Regions from separate parts of the Mus musculus genome. Here regions 2 and 3 are each linked to region 1. The links are chromatin contacts, called in public Hi-C and HiChIP or PLAC-seq maps. All regions are on one chromosome and are shown on one strand. The core of a region is the stretch at or near the end of the contact, and the rest is flanking DNA. Distances in the headings are between cores, read along the strand shown.

The links. Hi-C and Micro-C count contacts between places; a contact is called where the count stands out from the background. HiChIP or PLAC-seq counts read pairs in DNA pulled down with a chosen protein or histone mark.
Region 2: a contact with region 1 is called in a FOXA1 HiChIP or PLAC-seq map of pancreatic cancer cells. The contact joins two enhancer-like sites. A contact is called at or near these places in 3 of 115 datasets of contacts at active chromatin or transcription factors (bone marrow-derived macrophages, microglia and pancreatic cancer cells).
Region 3: a Hi-C map of embryonic stem cells shows a contact between it and region 1, with 1.8 times the contacts expected there. The contact joins the promoter of Ddx43 here to the enhancer-like site in region 1. A contact is called at or near these places in 2 of 15 datasets of contacts at CTCF or cohesin (the NIH/3T3 cell line and embryonic stem cells), 4 of 484 Hi-C or Micro-C datasets (embryonic stem cells and nephron progenitors), 2 of 115 datasets of contacts at active chromatin or transcription factors (embryonic stem cells and microglia) and 1 of 9 other capture datasets (adipose tissue).

The regions. Positions count from the first base shown.
Region 1 is chr9:78,119,446-78,123,415 of GRCm38.p6, reverse strand. The region is part of intron 1 of Cilk1 (ciliogenesis associated kinase 1); the gene reads right to left. Among named protein-coding and RNA genes, the nearest start is that of Cilk1, 8.2 kb to the right of the region's middle. Within about 2 kb of position 1,810, at least 33 of the 459 cell types and tissues checked have an H3K27ac peak or open chromatin away from gene starts, as enhancers often do. A contact at or near this core is called in embryonic stem cells and pancreatic cancer cells, where this site is marked.
Region 2 is chr9:77,722,431-77,726,400 of GRCm38.p6, reverse strand. No RefSeq gene overlaps it. Among named protein-coding and RNA genes, the nearest start is that of Gclc, 30 kb to the left of the region's middle. Within about 2 kb of position 2,045, at least 16 of the 459 cell types and tissues checked have an H3K27ac peak or open chromatin away from gene starts, as enhancers often do. A contact at or near this core is called in pancreatic cancer cells, where this site is marked.
Region 3 is chr9:78,394,097-78,398,066 of GRCm38.p6, reverse strand. Ddx43 (DEAD box helicase 43) reads right to left here and starts at 2,290. Exons shown (of 17, transcript NM_001191044.1): 1 at 1,941-2,290. The coding sequence starts at 2,187.

The DNA of each region.
Region 1 (3,970 bases), core at 561-3,060:
TGAAAGAGCGCACGCTATAAATACAACATAAGGTCACCATAAGAAATACCCAAAATTTACTCTGGTGTCACTCAGAGATGTCTGGAGAACTAGTTGGCCAAAACAGAGGCTTCCCCTCTTTGCCCCAGAGTATCTCTATGTGTAGTTTCTCTTGGGCTTTTAAGATCCCTGTATTGGGGCTAAGAATGTAGCTCCATGGGTAGAGTGCTTTCCAAGCTTGGCTCAGTCCCCAGTACTGTGTCAACTGAGTACCGTGGTCCTTGCCTGTAATCCTGTCACTACTAACATGAGGCAGGAGGAGCTGACACTCAAGGTCATCCTTGGCCACAAGTTTGACACTAGCCTGAAATACATGAGACTGTGTTTCAAAACAACCAGAAGTAGCCACAAAACTACTTAGTATCTAACCGTATGGAGTCCAGGTTCCAATTCAAGTCTCTTGCTCCTCTCTATCACATTTACCCATGATTCACTGGGACTTCAGTCTAACAGCAGAGAGCAGCTTCAGATCACTGAGTTCCTTACAATTTGGTCAAAAGGCCAACTAATATCTTTTTCTACAGTTGTGAGGTTATCCACATTTGTGTATCCACATTTGTGATGCATAATACAGGTGGATATTGCATGTCCGTGGGGGAAGGCTCCAAGTTAAGAACTGCCTCCTCTTTCCTAGGTCAACTCACACACCCGTCTCAGACGTCTGTCCGGTGCCGTGGACAGACACAGCGAAGGATCCCTGCTCACGGTATCCTCACAGCCCATTCTCACCTGTGCAGCCCTGCTGGATGGTGAGTGACCCAGTGGACAGTTCTCTACAGGGATGCAGCCCACACCTCTCTGTTCTGTGTGCCTTTCTGCACACAGCAGGTTCTCAAAGGCTGGCCCAAATGTGAAGTTTAGACCTCGCTATTTATTTTCTGTACCTCCTTGGGTACAGAAAAACTCTCAGCGTGTCTCTTTCTTCAAGGACAAAACAAAGATCAGGATCTCATTTGAGCTCTCTGGAAGCAGTCTGAAGTTCTGAAGCAGCAGAAGAGTGGACACCGCAGAGCCTCCAGTCACAGGGAGGCCCCTCCATGCTGTTCCAGGAGCCTTTAGTGTTTGGGCAATGCTCTATCTAAACAGAAAGAGGCTTTCTTTCAAAGAGTTCTGGCAAATGTTTGAAATGTTACTGTTTTCCTAGCGAGGTGACGCTGGTGAAGACCTTCCTGTGCCCTGCCCCAGTTCCCTCTCCCCAGTTTCACAGGACATCTGCTCATGAGCAGGCACTCCCGTCAGGCACCCTGTTCATTCACAGCCCAGAAAACAGGCCGGGGACAGCGGAACTGCAGTCCATTCTTTATTTTGGAACCTTGATGGTCAAGGAATCAATGTCACATTTACACACACACACACACACACACACACACACACCTTCTCACAGCACTTCTGAAAATTAGGCTTCTAATGACTTTCTGAATCCGAGTTCAAATGTGTAACAAACTTAAGAGAGTAACTTAACACTGCGATTTCTTTATAAGCTGCCTAAAAATAGCAAATGTCTCTCATATCTCTCTCTCTAGGAATTCTTCCCCTGTATACACTTTAGCGAACAAATCTTACAAGCATTTGGTCTCTTGGACAACTTGGTTTTCCTGAATTAGGAACAGCAGCTAGGAGCCCAGAAGACCCTTCTCTACAGAGAATCTGGCTTGGCTGTAGCACCAAAAAGGAGCGCATTGAATATGCCTTCAGCCACTGCACTGAGGGCACAGAGAGGAGGAAATCTTCTACGCCCAGGAACTGTTTCCTGATCTCCACCTTGGCATTATTGACTGTTCTCATTGCTGAGACAACGCCCCACTAAAGCAACAAAAGCAATCCTTAAGGAAGGAAGTGTTCCTTTAGACTCGGGAAAGTCACAACGAGGACGGAAGGAGGTGGCTGGTCACATGGCATCTGCAGTGGGAGGCAGGGAGAGGTGAGTGGCAGGAATCGGAGTCTTTTCTCATTTTTACTGGGTCCCAGACCCCAGCCTTGGGATGGAACCGCCCACATCCAGGTTGGGTCTTCCCTGATAAGTTTTTCAGGAAACACAGACACATCTGGTGTTACGGTTCCATGATAATTCTAAACCTTGTCAGGTTGGAATTACAACATGTTTAATTTAGGAATGACCATAACTCAGTTTACCATGCTTCACTAAAATGCACTAAGGATAAAACAGCGGCTTAGTAGAAGAATAAAAACAGAACAGGGCTCAGTAAACCTTTTCTGCAGAAGAGACAATAAACACTTGAGGCTCCAGGGGCTGCACAGCTCCGTTACAACTGCTCACCTTTGCACCTGTCAGGGGGGTCACATAAACAAATGGCACGGACTTACAGCTTCATTCAGAAAAACTACAGTTTCCTAGCTCCAAACAGGAAATCCCTGAGTAAATGGAAACACTCTCCATACAACTTGTCTTACAAGGCCACACTTATAAAAGTATAGTTATCCATCCCCACACTCTGAGGGCAGAGGTTTTAATACACTCGTGACTGCGGTCTTAGCGTTAAGAATCTGGCAGTCAGAGGGACACAGAATAGCTATCACAAAGACGTGTCGCTGAGCACTTTACAGATCTGTGAGGTGTCATTCTGATTGTAGGTGATGTCCCTGAATCAGTGAGCTCCTCCCGTGACCATTCTTCCCAGCCTCCTTCTGGCAAAACTGGTCAACCATATTAGGACTTGGCACAAAAAGATGGGTCCCTCTAAAATGTTCGCAGTAATTTTGAGAAACACGTATATCTCAAAAGATCTTGTTTTCCTTCGGTTTCATCTGAAATCATTCTCTGATAAACTTACTTATAAAGAAAGTCTGAGAGGACAAAAGCATTAACTATCACTTTTATGAACTACGAGTCTAGGAAGAAGCATGCTGCTTTGGCATATTTGTGTATAGATGGTATTTGTATACACTATAAACATAGACTACAGCTTACAGGCGCAGTTAGAGGGTAATTCCATCGAGTGTTTTTATTATGTCTGCATTTCAACTACAATCTATTACAGAATCAGGTATGAAAGTCATAAAAGTCCAATTGTGCGTGTCCCATTTTTGATCCACCTTGGATTTTGATATTTTGGTTAGAGAGAGTACTGTCAAGTACGTAACTGTAAATCTTCATCTTAGTTCTGGAAAACTGCATGTTTACTATGTTTTCTTTTAAGTTTTAGATTTAATTACTTTATGCATATGACTGTTTCAACTGCAGGTATATGCATATGCATGCTTGGTGAAGACCAGAAGAGAGTTATTTTGTGTGCATGGATAGAGGCATTCCATGGAGTATGTTATGTGTAGAGGTCAGAGGATAACTGTAGGGAGTTGGTCTCTCCTTCTACTATGCAGATCCCAGGGAATCATATATTTCTTCATCATATTAAAAATATTTTATATGCATGAGTGTTTTGCCTGCATATATATCTGTGTGTCATGTGTGTACTGTGCCCATGAAGGATATGGTTATATCCTGAATATGCTATACCTATGTTATATAAAACTACTTATGAAAATATTCATTCAAAAAATGTGTGTTTCAGTTGGGTATGGTAATCACAGTACTTAAGAGGTAGAGGCAGGAGCATCACTATGAACTTGAGGCTAGCCTAGGCAACATGAAAAATACCAGGACCAACACAGATTAGAGAATGAGACTGTCTCAAAATAATAATAATAATAAAAATGTAAAAGGTGTGTTTCTCACATACCCCCAGTTATCACCAGCCTTAAGTGGCCACAAATGTCTTCCACCATAGGGGAAAGAATTGAATGAAATATGAAGCACTACATGGCCATTTCATCTTAAAAACTGAGGATGCCAAGCTGAACATCTAGGAGAATATTTAAAGTATGGAAATATATACCTGAATGCTAACTAGTATAGATTTAAGTGCTATGTTCAGTTGGATCTCAATTCCAACTGTAACAGCAAGTGATGGAC
Region 2 (3,970 bases), core at 796-3,295, 400 kb after region 1:
TCTCTATGATGTTTTCTATCTGTCACTCTGTGACCCAGTGTCTGTTTCTGTGCTACCATGCCAACCAAATGCTTCTGACTCACACAGAACTCTGTAATGCTGAACTAAATGGGCCCTTTCTAGCTCTGTCCCAGCCTTTCTGCAGGATGGCTCTAGAATGCAAATCCTGGTTGTATGCTTCTCCTGTGGTATAGCTCTTCAATGGCATTTGCCGTGGTGAATTATTCAAATGTACATCAGGGAATGTCCCAGTGTGCTTAACTTTCCAGCTGTTGCTTCTCAATGTTTTCTTTTTACCGTCTAGCCAATTTGATTTCTTTGTTTCTTTGTCAGTAACCATTGGGTTTAATAATGTATTTTTACCAAAGAATATGAAAAATTATGATTACATCATCATGTTATTGCATAAAAGTTAATGAGATGTTTCGCTGTTTTCTTATGAGATCTTTGAAATCCAGTGTATCATTTATATGTTCAGTTGGCTTCAACTTTCACTAGCATATTTAAGTACCAATAACCCTGAGTGGCTTAGTGGTTACACTGAAGCTCTTCCTCCTTCTGAGTTGTTAAATATTAGTCAGGGGCCGGGCGGTGGTGGTGCACGCCTTTAATCCCAACACTTGGAAGACAGAGGTCTACAGAGAGAGTTCCAGGACAGCCAGGGCTATACAGAGAAACCCTGTCTTGTTTTTTGAATAATAATAAAAAAAAGTATTAGTCCGAGAACCCTCCTCTGTCTCCTCCTCAGTACTTCCCCATTTCAAGGAACTCACGCTCCCGAATCTTCTGTTTCTGAAGCAGTACCCCTGTTGAAATGTTGAAACGTTGACCCCATTGCTATTTTTATTTTGTCAGATAGAATTTTCCTTGAAGCTGTTAAGAATAATCAATGTTCTGAAGAACTTAATCTACAAACGCCAGGAAGGCATGGAGCTATGAGAGCAGATGTATGCACAAATTTAAAATATCCATCCAGTTTAAGAACAGCCTAGGCTATAAACCACCCATATCAATAGGAGCTTCTAGTGCTGGATAACTTCTCTATTTCTCACAGCCTAGGGTCTATATCTACTTTGTAGTTTATAACAATCATATAAATAGTACCAAATTTCTTTACCATTATAATTTTAGTTTTGAGTTGCCGATGTTTAGACTCTAAATTTTAATTTCTAATACATCTTTGAAAAATATTTTTTTGCTCTGCAAGAATTTTTCATCTTCCTGTTTACTCAGCGATTTCACTTCCAGTTGTCTAATGTGTACATAATGGTTCTAATTTATAGCCAAATATAATACTTCTTTTCTTTGCTGATGGGAATTGAATACAACCAAGAGATAAGAGATTGAAGAAATATTTGCTTCTTGTAGAAAGTAAGGAGAGTCCTGGAAGTGGTACTCAAAGCAGTGACTCACCAACAAGGATCCTAGGGGTTTTTCTTGGAGGAAACTTCTGTATATTCGCATATAAAGGATTGATTATCACGGGTAGTGGTGGCACCTTCCTGAGCATGCTCAGTTTGAAGTCATTCATTTACTGTTTTATTTTATTTTTTTTTCAAAGACATATTTCTGGAATCTGAGGTCTAGTCAGTTAGCCTCTTCTATACCAGGGGACAGTAGTTAGGAGAAAGGAATTGGTGTTCAAAGCCATCCCAGTGAAGACAGGAGCCTCTCTATCTCTGGGTTGTTGAGTGCTTTAGTTGGAAAACAAGAGGCGGGAAGTCCATGTTCTGGGCAGGTCTTAGCCAGAAACGTGTCTGCTTTTCTCTTCAGCAAGAACTGCACAGTGGACTCTTCTATTTACTATAATTCTACGAAGGGCTTTTTTTTTTTCAGTAAGTAGAATTATGCAGTGGTGGATTGCAAAAGGAAAAGATGCGGAACAAAGGAGTTTCAAGGAAAGCTCCGTTTTACTTCAAGGAAAAGCCAGTGGGGGGAGAATTCAGGATTCCAATTAATGGTTGACTTTTGGACACCCTGAAAGGGCAGGGCAGGTTGACTCAGCCATTCAGATGGTTCCTTTTTCTCCCGAGAGCCTAATCAAACAAAAACAAACTCTGAAGAAATATGATCATTACCAAAGGCAGCGGGTTCCTCCTGCACTCCAAATAGCACAGGTGATTGTCTCGAAAAGTACCTGCTTTTCCACAAACAATTTTGTGGAAGGAAAGATCACAGTTGGAAAGGCTAGATGAGGCTGCATTGGAAATTTATTTATTTCTTTTATGTGGAAAGGTATATAGTTGCTTGTAACAGTTCCCTTTGCCCTAATTCCACCCACTTTTCCCTCAAAAAGTTACTAGAACCAAGAAGACTACTTTTCAAAGTCTACATGTGCAGCTATTACTGGTGGTCCAGACTGAGCAAATGAAGGGTCAGGGGAATTTCTTTTTTTCAAATATTCATTTGTAGTCACACATTTCTAAACATGTAGAAATACACATCTATTTTGGTGTCAGCCAATATGTCTACAAAGGATTGAGGTGCAATTTGAGAGATATGTAGGGCTGGAAGAAAAGTCATATATCTAATGATTGGTGAGTATTAGGGACATAATGATTTATGGTTGGTGAGTATTAGGGACACTTTGGGCTCATCTGGCACCAACAACCATTGTTACTGGAGTCATTAGAGTCAAACCCTTGAACTTATAAGTCCTATTGAGTCACTTAATCACTTGGCCACTGGCTCTCGCTAGGCCAATTCAACAGCAGTAGTGAAAAAGCAACAAAAGATGTATTCAGTGTGGCCACACTGGGGGAGAAGAACAAGGAGTGACCATTGCTGGCCCTAGTCTAGTTTCAGGGACCTAACATGGGGTTTGAGTTTAAAGGGTTGCATATCTAAGCAGTTCTTACCAGGATGTAGCCCATCATTATTATCTGCTCCAGTACCTCCTGTGAGGTGGTCTTATGACGAGTTGTCCGAAATCATTCCCCAAGAAACATGCTCCTGGTTGGTACTAGGGCCCCAGCCTTTTCTTTCTCCTAGCTTGAAACTCGGGGGAATTCCAACCTCTTGGACTCTGCTGTTTCGATAGATAGCCAAAAGGAGGGACCCAATCATCTCTCTGTCACTTTCTCTCTCTCTCTCTCAAGATGTACTGCTTATATTGGATTAATTCTGATGGGAAGACTCACCATAAACATTGTCAATACCATACAATGGGCTGTATGCCCTGTACTGAATAAATAATAAGGACCTGAGCTAAGCACGAATATTCATCAGTCTCTGCTTTCTTAGTGTGGATGTAGCGTGCCCAGCTGCCTTCTGCTCACCAAGCTAGCCTTCCCTACCATTATGGAAGATACTGTGTATCTTTGAACTACAAACCAAATTAAGCCTCTCCCTTACTTGCTTCTTGCTAGGTATTTTGTTAGAGCAATAAGAAAAGTAACTAGTGAAATAAGCAGATCTTTTCTCAGACTTCCCTTAGGGAAACCACAGCTAAGCTCAGGAAAGAGAGTAGCAAGAATGGGGGAGGATCTGCTAGATGGTCCAAGCTCATCTCTGGCTTGGTGGTTACTGCGGTAGTGAATGGAAATAGAGAAAATAAAGTATCAGCAAAATACTAGAGTAGGCAGAAGATAGGTTTGCTTTTGTGCATGCTAAGTTGAAGAGATGTGTAGGTGGTTATTTAACAGATAGTTGAAAATATGAACCTGGAACTTGGTGGCAGGGTCAAGGCTCAGGGAAAAATTGGTGACTATGGGTACCCAGCTTCTTACACTGTGTACTGCTATTCTATCTGAAGCCTCTTATCTTAACTGAATGTAGTGCTGTGGAAAACTTGGCATCAGTTAGAGGTTTCTGAATGTGCAATGACCAAAGGTTAATTCAAAGGCAAATGTGTAATTAATGTGTTTCTGGGAGTGCTTGTCCATATTGCATTATATAACTTCACTATAGCCTTGGCTCTGAGCACAGAACATAGGTGCTTTGCACAGCACATGCCGGTCACATTACATAA
Region 3 (3,970 bases), core at 1,041-3,540, 270 kb before region 1:
CCCTGACTCAGCTATTCGACATCTCTAAACAGTCTAACCCAGACTGTAAATACAAAAAGATTGCCTCTTATTTTTTCTTTAAAAAGTACTTTTTGTTGCCGTTTATTTTTAAAAACAAGCTCTCAGTATATAGTTCTAACCTGCCCAGAATGTTCTATATAGACTTAGCCTGCTACTACCTCTGGGGGTAGGGCCAGTGTTGCTAAAGGCCTGCATCACCACATCCAACTTTACTGTTTCCTTTTAAAAAGATAATCTGCAGTACTTAGAAATGAATCAAGGGTTTTATGCATGCGCTTTAGTAAGGATGTTATTTAATTGGTAGTCTGTGAACTACTGGTGTGATTGGAAAAAAAATAACAAGTGAAAACCCTAAAACTAATTCAGCATTGACATGACTGAGTACATACGGAAGGAAAAGGAGATGAAGCGTGGCCCTGATGGTGAAGACCTGCACTGTTGTGCCACACAGAAGCACTGTGCGCCAAAGCAAGAACCTGGAAGCAACTCAATCAGCATCAAGAGTATAATGGCTAACAGGAAGAGATACATAGGAAAGAACTAACGTTCTGGGAGGGGGGATGGGAGAGGGGTTTTCGGAATGGGGTAACATTTGAAATGTAAATACATAAAATAACCAATTTAAAAAAATAGAACTAATGTTCAGTCTTTAACAGGAAATTCTGTCAGACATTAAGAACCAGATGACAATTTGAGGACATTATGTCCACAGTAAGTCAATCACAAAACACTGTAAGTTCCTTGATTCTACTTGAGGATCTGAAGTAAATAACTCCAGCAGCAGCAGAGAGCGGTGATGTGGAGGCACAAGACCAAGGAGAAACGAGGAGCTGAGAGGCGGTATAGTTCTAATCACGGAAGAGCTGGGACACAATCTCCCATTACCACTAACACTGCGCTCGTTATATATGCTTACTTCTTAACTATAGAAGTAAGGTGGGGCTGAGTAGCAGATTAGGGGTAAAGATAGGCTTAACTCTTATGAAGCTCTGGGTTCAATCCTGAGTTCAAAGAAAGAAAAAGAGAGGGAAGAAGGAAGTGGGGTGGGAGAAGATGAACAGTAGAGGAAAAAATAAAGATTGTCATATTTTAACACACACTGGAATAAACCATCTAGGTTGCAAGGCTAGGGATGTAGCTCAGGATGCACCTAATTATTTGGGATGCACTGGGTTCAATACCCAGAATAAGAAACAAACAAACAAACAAACACAGTAGCATGCACAACCAACGAGTCGTGTGTATTCCAATGCCTAGACTTCACTGCTTCTTGCAGCGGGTCTAATATCTGTCGCAAACCTATTGGTTCTCTGGTGAGCTTCCCGTTCAAATACTGGGCTTCTTGTTCAGATTGGGAGGGGTGGGGAGGGCGGGGGAGCTTGGACCCTGCAAACGGAATCTTTGTCTATTCTAGTAACCAGCCTTAAAACATACGATTAAATGCCACAAAGCAGGCTTTTAGAACTAAATATATTCACTTCACGGACCCCAACCCACCCCCCAAAAAGCCCTATAACTGAAACTAAGAATTGAAGCCAACTGAGGGAAACATCTCCATCACTGTAAAATGCATCTCAGAAAAGTTGAAAATTGCGCATCTAAGACTCCCGCGTACTGCTCTCCGCAGTTACATTCACCTCAAGTTAAACCTCCTGGCAGAGACGAAGCTGCGGCTCTGACCTGACACTAAAGCACACTAGGTGTGAAAACGACCTAGAGGGTGATGGCTGCACCTCCGCACTGAGCTGCTGGCCCCTGCGGGAAACCGGAAAGACCTTTACCGCGGATGCCGCGCGAGTCTTCCAGGAGGTTCTCTCCCACACACGCCCCGGCCCGCCATAGAACTGCGCCCCCGCGCTGCTGGAGCCCCGACGCCGCCGCCCCGTCATGCAGCGAGCCTGGGCGCCGCCGGCGCTCACCTATCACCGCGCCCACCACATCGTTCTTCACCCCGAAGCAGAGCGGCGGTTCGCGGCGGCCGGCGGCCGTAGCCTCGGCGGCCCCGGCGGGCTCTCTCCAGCCGCCGCCCGCACCCCTGCTACCGACCCGGCCTCTCCGGTTCGTCTCCTCCGTCGCTGTCCGGTCGGCGCCCCGGGACCCGGTCGAGCTTCGCCGGGGAGCAACGCCCGAGGAGGAAGCGTTGGCTGCGGGTTCCCGCCTAGACATGGCTCTGAGGAGAGCCGCGCGTCGCACGTCGTTCCAGACTCAGCTGCACAGGCCGCGGCGTCGGAAAAACTCCGCTGCCGCCCGCGAGCTCGCCCGCCAGTCCTCTGCGCGCTCATTGGCCGCCGCGCTTCGGGGGCGGGGCCTGGCTGGCCTGACCAATCGGCGCTTGCAACCGAGCGGCCACCTGGACCCCTATTTGCCCGGCTAGTGTCTGGCTGGGAACATCAGCTTGAGGACAGTGCGTCTCCGTGCCACGGAAACGATCCCAACCGTGCCTCGAAATTCAGGTTCATGACGGGCTAATGTACAGGCTTGAGATCTGGGGCAGGAGGGTCTGCGTGACAATTACTTTCAGGCTCTATCTTAAAATAACTCGATGAAAGCGCTTGCCTAAGCGCAGGATACCCTATCTACACTCCCCAATACCTAAAGTTAAAAAAAAAAAAAAATAGCACTGCCTGAAGCACACCCAGCTTTGCAAGGATTTTGGAGCTGGACACAGTCCTCCAGGCCTGGCCTAAGCTCCAGCATCCTTTGCTGGGATTGGGATCCTCGAATTGTCAGACTAGATCACAGGTCAACCATCCATCAAACAGAGGACACGCAGAATCTTAGCATTGAATGTCTTGTAGGAGACACTGAGGAAAAACTGGAAGGTTGGGTCCATCCTGGGTTAAATAAATTACATCAAATTATATTATATAATACTATGTATACTAATATCTTTGAAGATAGCCTTAATTCTCCTGCCTGGGAGTGGGCACTCAAGTGCTGGGCTTATAGATGAATTTCATGACACACAGATGTAGCAACAGTATCTCTTGATACAATACTCTCTGGGGGAATGTGAATAAAACACCAAACTATCAAAGCATCTTGGACTTACACAGAAACATCGAGCAAAATAAAAAATAAGCCAATCACAAAACATGTCTTGACTGTGCTTGAGGATTTAAAGTAATCCAAACAGCATAGAATGGGGGTGTGGACACGGGGGAGCCAGGAGAAGCCAGAAGTAGAGCAAATCTTAAATGTCCATGCAGACTCTGATCCTGAAGTGGGTGGATAACCGCCTTCAGAAGTGACTGCTGGTTTTGATGTGCTAACGTCGCTGGGTGTTTGTTGGGCCCGGCTGTTCATGAGAGGTTTTGTTTAGCAGCTTTCTTGCAATGCCTTTGTCTGGTATTAGCATTTGGGTAATGAACCTTTTCCAGAAACTAGAAGCAGAAAGAATTATATTCTACCTCCTCTGAGAAGGTCAGACTTTCCCGCCACAGATACTGAGCTGTTTTGGGAACTGGATTTTAAGCAATGACCTCTTAGTTTAGTCTCTTCTACTATAACCGATGTACTGCTCTGGAGAAATGATAGGGGTGCTGTCCACCGTCATGAGGGGAAAGCTGCTGGGTAAATTGGAAATCGTGACGACTCCTAGGAGGGAGAGGAGAAGAGAGGGAGAAAGTGGGGTAACAGCAAGCTTCCTGCTTTTCTGTACTTTTCACAAAACAAAACAAATGCATTTTCTCTTCCAGATCTGTATCACTAAACCTTTTTTTGGAAAAGGAATTAAGAATCACCCTGTACTAGTTCAATCCATGACGCGGTGGGTTTTTACTAAGCAAGGAGAGAGTCGGACTGAGAGGTTTTGGGTCATCCACCTCCTACTTTCTCCCTCCAGATAGTGCAAAGGATGAAGACTAAAAAAAGTGGGGGGAGGGAACCACTCAACTTTAACCTACAGAGCCTTGGAAGACGGTTTCTTTTCTCAGGTGGAAAGTTTACA